Regions from separate parts of the Mus musculus genome. Here region 1 is linked to region 2. A link is a contact called in public HiChIP or PLAC-seq data. All regions are on one chromosome and are shown on one strand. The core of a region is the stretch at or near the end of the contact, and the rest is flanking DNA. Distances in the headings are between cores, read along the strand shown. Region 1 holds the start of Celsr2 (cadherin, EGF LAG seven-pass G-type receptor 2). Region 2 holds the start of Gstm5 (glutathione S-transferase, mu 5).

Region 1 (3,446 bases), core at 773-3,272, 520 kb after region 2:
CTGGTAGGTAATGACACTGTGAGCGTCTCGATCCACGGCTGACACGGTCACCACACTGGTGCCCACGGCGGCGTCCTCGTTGAGCCGAACGGTGTACTCTGGCTGCGTGAAGGTTGGGTTGTTGTCATTGACGTCCAGGATGGTTACACTGACACTGGCTGAGGCCGTGAGCGCTGGGGTGCCATGGTCCCGGGCCTCTACACCAAAGCTGTAGAAATCAACCTCTTCCCGATCCAACTCTGCGGCCACAGAGATCCAGCCTGTGCCATTGTTAATGGTGAAGGGAAAGTCGTGCCCAACCCCTGCCAGGCTATACTCGAGGCGGGCGTTATCACCAGCGTCAGCATCAATTGCCTGGACGTGCAGAACAAGGTAGCCTAAAGGGACACTCTCTAGGACGGTGGCCTGGAAAGGGGTGCTGACAAAGATGGGGGCGTTATCGTTGATGTCTAGGACTTGCACTGTTACTAGGCCAGAGACATTGGAGAGTGGAGGACGGCCACCGTCCTGAGCCCGGATCCGAAGCGTATACTCTTTGGTTGTCTCATAGTCGAGTGGGCTTACCACATCCAGGGCTCCAGTCTGAGCATCCAGATAGAACTGGCCCCGAGCATTGCCACTCATGATGCTGTAGTGCACTAGGGCATTGCTGCCCTTGTCTCTATCGGAGGCGGTGACTCGGAGAACTGGGGCTCCTGGGGTCACATCCTCCCGCACCTGGACCACATAACGCTTCTCGCTAAACTGGGGGGCGTTGTCATTATCATCCTCCACCGACAGGAAAACAATGGCTGTGGAACTCCGCGGGCCTGGGTCCCGGCCCTGGTCACTCGCCTCCACTGTTAACTTGTAGGATTCCACTTCCTCCCGGTCTACAGGGCCGCGGGTTCGGATCACCCCCGAGCGAGGATCGATCTCAAAGGCGTCTGAGGGGCTGCCTCCGGCCCCCTCCAGCAGGCGGTACAGAATGTTGGCATTGGGAGGGGCGTCGCCGTCGGTGGCCCTGACTGTAAGCACCTCATAGCCAACCTCCAGGTTCTCCCTGAGGCTCTCCTTGTACTCTTGCTGCTCAAAAACAGGGTCGTGATCGTTGGTGTCGGTCACCAAGATGGTAAGCGTGGCCAAGGCACTCCGTCGGGGCATACCGTGATCCTGTGCAGTGACCCTGAAGACGTGGGTGCTCTTGGTCTCCCGATCCAGCTCCTCAGCTGTGGTGACAACACCGGTGATTGGGTCCAAGGAGAAGAAATGATTGGAGCGGCTATCAAAGAGGGCATCCATGGTGTACTCAAGTCGACCCGCCTCACCCTCATCTGGATCAATGGCTCTTAAGGATGCAACAGAGGTACCAGCAGGCTGGTTCTCAGGCACTGTGGCCTGGTAGCTGGGAGGCTGGAACTGGGGAGCTGTATTCACATTCCTTTTCCTGCGCCCACCCAGAGATTCCTCTGGTGAGCCTTCCCCAGCCCTGAGCCCTGGGGCCTGTGCCAGCTTGCAAGACTGGCATCTGAGCCGTGGGGCCTTTAAGCAAGGGTGCTCTTCAGGCAGGGTCAGCGTGCCTTGTGGAGAAAGGTGTCCTCCGATACCCAGGAGACGACAGCTCCAGGGGCAGCCTTCAGAGGATGGCGGAAGAGGGATATGAGCCCCTGATTCTGGACACCAAACCCTCAGGCCATCGTGGTGGGGCACCAGGTGGCCGGTCAGCTCAATGCCCGATTCTCTGCAGCGGCTGGTGTAGAGCCAGAGGTTCGAAGCAGAGGCTGGGCAGAGCCAGCCCACGGGGGCGCAGGCCCCAGAGGAGCTGCGTCCCCCGGATCCCAGAGAACGACAGGGCCCCACTTGATCTCCCAGTAGTGGCGACGGTGGCAGCAGCAGCAACAGCAGTAGCAGCGGCAGCAGCGGCGTTGGGAGGGGGGCGCTGGCAGCCCGGCTCCGCATCTCTCCCTGTTCCCGGCCAGCCGGGTCAACAGCCGCGGCGGCTCTTCCTCCGGCTCCTGCCGGCCCCGCCGCGCCTCATGCCCGGGCCGGGGCGCGGGTCCCCGGGGGCCACCTGTACGTCCCACTGGGCCTGCACCCAGATGGCTCGGCGGGGCCGCGCTCTTAGCCCACGATGCGCCGGGCTCCCACCACTCTCGAAGCCGGGCCCGCTCCCGAGTCGCCGCGACCACTGCGGGTTCACGCTGCGCTTCCACCTGCGCTCTGAGCGTTCTCTACCTGCGCCCGCGGGCCGCGAGGATCTCTGGCTCTGCCGGGTCCCCCGGTCCCGAGCCCCAGAATGTCCCCTCCGCCCGCGTAAGGTCGCCCACCTGCGTCTGCGGAGCCTCACGCTCCGGCCCGGGCCCGGCTGCCAACGATGGCCCTGCGCCACCCGCTCGCGCCCTGCGTCCCCGCCGCGGCAGCTACCGGTCGCCGGGGTCCCGGGCCCAGACCCGCGTTCCCTCGCCTCCCGGGCGGGCGGGCGAGCTCTGCAGAGCAGCGGCGGTGGTGGCGGCGGCTCATTACCATAGACCTGCTCGCGCCGCCGCGGTCTTAAAGCGGCGACGCCCAACGCGCCGAGGAGGTGGGCCCCACCCAGCGCCCTCTTCTGCATGGCGGCTCTAAGTAAGATTCCCGCCTCTGGTAGAATTTTTCTTCCCAGCACATCAGACTTGCTCCTTTCCATTTCTGGATCCCTTCTACAGCTTAAAGAGGAATGAACAATCAGAAGCCACACAGGGAATTGATACTCTTGTAAAATTCTATGGCTAGCGCTCTTTCAAAACAGTCTTAATGTCTGCAGGAGGTGACCAGGGGGTGGGAGGTGGGTGGATATAGACAGACAGACAGACAGACAGACAGACAACTTTCCAGTCTTACCATCCCTGAAAGCCCTCATTGCTGCCCCATCCTACAGGTCCCGGGTCAGAAGTAAAGACGACTTTGCTCGACTTCGCTCGACACTACAAAGTCTCCCCCAGATACCAGAAGTCGTGCTCTCACTTGGATATCTTGGACAAAAGGACCCCTAAGCTCATTTGGGATACATCTTGGGTACCACATGTCAGGTCAGGGGAAGTGAACCAGAATGTCCAAAGCAGCAAGAGCACTAACACTACCAGATTCCTAGGGCCAGGGTGAGTTGGTTCCAGAGGGCCCAAGCTTCCTGGACCTTAGGACGTGTTCCTTTTTCTTTATCCCTCCTCCCTCCTAGATCAATGTCCAACTGCTGTCCTCCTCCTACCCGCGGCTTTGTAACTAGCAAATGGCCCTGTCCATTGCACAGGACTACTGAGCCCTTCATGGAATGCCACCCCAGAACCTTCTGGAAGGGGTATGAAGAACTGATGAATCTTCCCATAAGTGGAGTTCACACAAGATGTTGGGACCAAAGAACCGGGAAGAGTGAGGCTGGGCAAGCCAGAGGGCTTCTTCCTCTCATACCCTGAGCAATGAGGGATGTCAGATTG
Region 2 (3,234 bases), core at 388-2,887:
TGGGCAGAACACCTAATCACAAAGTTATTTAGCCTGAATTGGGATATATCATGAAACAAGTAGAATACTTAGACTACTCTAGAAGTTTTAGACTCGTGGCTCAAGTTAATTTGTTGCTGGCTTTTGTTTTCTTGGGAGGAATCAACCCAGGCATTATACAGTCACATGTCTCTGTACCATTTCTTCTTTATTTTAGAAAAATGTCCTTTTACAAAGTCTGAAGTTTGAGTCAGTTAAACTAACGGGGAGACATAATTTCCCACACCCAGACTTGGGGCTCCGGGAGGCCTGGTGTCTTAGTCAGGATTTCTATTCCTGCACAAACATCATGACCAAGAAGCAGTTGGGGAGGAAAGGGTTTATTCAGCTTACATTTCCACATTGCTGTTCATCACTGAAAGAAGTCAGGACTGGAACTCAAGCAGGTCAGGAAGCAGGAGCTGATGAAGAGGCCATGAAGGGCTGTTCCTTACTGGCTTGCTTCCCCTGGCTTGCTCAGCCTGCCCTCTTATAGAACCCAAGACACCCAGCCCAGGGATGGTCCCACCCGCAAGGGGCCTTTCCCCTTTTGTGCTGTTTTACTCCACAATATGCTTATCATTTTCCGACTAACTTGTGGATCCTGAGCATCAGAATGAGGTTACCTGGGGCTGGAGAGATGACTCAGCAGTTAAGAGCACCAACTGCTCTTCCAGAGGTCCTGAGTTCAATTCCCAGCAACCACAAGGTGGCTCACAACAGTCTATAGTGGGATCCAATGCCCTCTTCTGGTGTGACTGAAGAGAGAGAGCGACAGTATACTCACATATATAAAATGAATAAATAAATCTTTTTTAAAAGATGAGGTTACCCTTAGTGGAGTTGTGTTTTAAATGTAAGGTACTAAAACAAAAAAATAGAAGACATCTCAATAATTTTCATACTACATTCTGAAACAGTATATATTGGGCTACGTAAGTATACTATGGATTCATTGCCTCCTTAAAAAAAAAAAAACTAGAAGCAAACCATTTAAAAACAATCATATGTCTGTCTTGCATTATACTGCTAGTGAACATTATGATCTAGATCCTATACACTCCCCACAGAGCAGAGAGAAAACACTCACACCCTCTGTCTGTCTGGCTGTCCATACCCTTTGCAACCTGCCCCAAATGCTTAATGTTTTGACTCCTCCCATAAACCAGCCTAACTCGACAGCACCTGCTGTTTATCTTGCATAGCTATTTGTCACCTTTCGGTGTTTGCTCTACCCTCCTCTTTCCTGGAGTGTCCTTTGAGGCATTTCCAATGTGCATGACCTATCCTTTTTCACAGTGGACCTGTTTAGTGTCCCCAGCCTCCCTCAGTCTTCACAGAGCCATTTGTATCTTACATAGAAAATGTTTCTATCCCCAAAGTACCTTATACCTGAATCGTTTCCTACCTCGTAGTTTTATGTGCCAGCTCAACTGTGCAACATGACTCACGCTTCCCGGGTAACTAAGGTCCAGGCCCCCACTGCCAGAAGAGTAGATGAAGCATCAACAGCCCTGGGAGAAGTTCACACCGGAGGATTTCAGGAGCCGCAGCAGCTGCGCCTGCGCACCGCCCACTGACCACGCGGAGGGCGGGTGGAGCATAGAGCGAGAGAGGAGGAGACAGTTCGGTCGCGTCAGCCCGGCCCACAGCGTCCAGTATAAAGTTAGCCGCCCACAGTCCATCGCTGTATCCCCGAAGGGGCTAAGATCGCCCAAAATGTCATCCAAGTCTATGGTTCTGGGTTACTGGGATATCCGCGGGGTGAGTGGTCCCTCGCCAGCCCAGCCTCTGGGACAGAGAGGTGCAGGCGGCCGGGCGGGGGTCAGGGGCCGGTGGGCCGATCTCCAGCCTACCTATGGGGTCCCCAGGACTGTGGGTAGAGGAATAAGGTACTGGAAGTTCCCGGGCGTGAGCGAAGGGGCTGCCTAAGGACAATTTCCCTGGACAGGACGCAGGAGCTTGGCAGCGTTGGGTTGGGGACATTGACGGAGGGGGCCTGCGAGCAAGTGGGCACTGCGCAGGCGCGCTGACCGGGGTCTTTCTCCATCCCCTGCTTTTAGCTGGCTCATGCTATCCGCATGCTTCTGGAGTTTACTGATACCAGCTATGAGGAGAAACGGTACATCTGTGGGGAAGGTAATGAATGTCTGTGGGTGCGCTACAGTTGTTTTTTACCCAGAGGGTTGTACCACACCAAGATGGTGTGGGACCCCCTGCTCCTGTAAGCTGGGAACTTTGCCAAGAGAGGCCCATAGAGTTATCTCTTGCTGTTCAGGCCCATCTTTGCAGAAACTCAAGGGTTAGTTTTTGGGGATTGGGAACTTGAGATAACAGGTCTAAGTCTCAGCTAGGTCGGTAACGGGCTTGGGTCCCACTTCTCTCTTACAGCTCCTGACTATGATAGAAGCCAATGGCTGGACGTGAAATTCAAGCTAGATCTGGACTTTCCTAACGTAGGTGGTTTTGGAGGAGTGGGCAGAAGGGAAGGCCTTCAAGTGTATCTGTTTTCACTTCATCTCTGGCTTGGGAGCATCTAGATAGAGACTCTTCACGTTTATAGAATGGATAGAATTCAAGGGTCATTGAACAGAACTGAGAATAACATTTTATTTCCTACTAACGTCTGAGAAACACTAATATTCTCCTCTTAAAGGCAGGCTATAAGAGACATGAGTTGATAGCCAGGTCTGTGACTTTATCACTGATAGATTCCAGGTATTTTCATGGTATCCTAAATGTATCCTCATGTGTCCTGGTTGTTAAAACACCTATTTTTTTTTTAAATGTATCCATAATCACCCTACTTTTACATACTTTAAGGTATAAAATATTTACATTTTGCTTTTTAAACGTCTATATGCCACACATACATTCACAGTGACACACAGGATTAAGCACCCTTGTCTAGAGTCAGGTGAGGACCCAGTGCTACTTTCTATTTATTTAGTTATTTCTCCTGGCTTCTACTCTCACACACCTTGCAAGTCTTCTCTTTTCCAGAGGAGTGGCGGTCCTGGAGGACTAGGTTCACATTAACTTTCCCCTTCTAGCTGCCCTACCTCATGGACGGGAAGAACAAGATCACCCAGAGTAACGCCATCCTGAGATACATCGCACGCAAGCACAACATGTGTGAGTGGGCTGAAGGGGATAGGAGGGAGGAGGCAGTTGGCTCACCTGGAGGTTGGCAATCCTGAGGGTGATTTGTTGCCA

The links. HiChIP or PLAC-seq counts read pairs in DNA pulled down with a chosen protein or histone mark.
Region 1: a FOXA1 HiChIP or PLAC-seq map of pancreatic cancer cells shows a contact between it and region 2. The contact joins the promoter of Celsr2 here to the promoter of Gstm5 in region 2. A contact is called at or near these places in 2 of 115 datasets of contacts at active chromatin or transcription factors (bone marrow-derived macrophages and pancreatic cancer cells).

What each region holds. Positions count from the first base shown.
Region 1 is chr3:108,413,557-108,417,002 of GRCm38.p6, forward strand. It overlaps Celsr2 (cadherin, EGF LAG seven-pass G-type receptor 2), which reads right to left and starts at 2,023. Exons shown (of 34, transcript NM_017392.4): 1 at 1-2,023. The coding sequence starts at 1,938. It overlaps Gm52630 (a long non-coding RNA gene), which reads left to right and starts at 2,465. Exons shown (of 3, transcript XR_003954680.1): 1 at 2,465-2,601; 2 at 2,894-3,113; 3 at 3,263-3,446.
Region 2 is chr3:107,894,217-107,897,450 of GRCm38.p6, forward strand. It overlaps Gstm5 (glutathione S-transferase, mu 5), which reads left to right and starts at 1,638. Exons shown (of 8, transcript NM_010360.2): 1 at 1,638-1,782; 2 at 2,082-2,157; 3 at 2,410-2,474; 4 at 3,072-3,153. The coding sequence starts at 1,738. 4933431E20Rik (RIKEN cDNA 4933431E20 gene) reads right to left here and starts at 1,997. Exons shown (of 3, transcript NR_015459.1): 1 at 1,427-1,997; 2 at 1-12.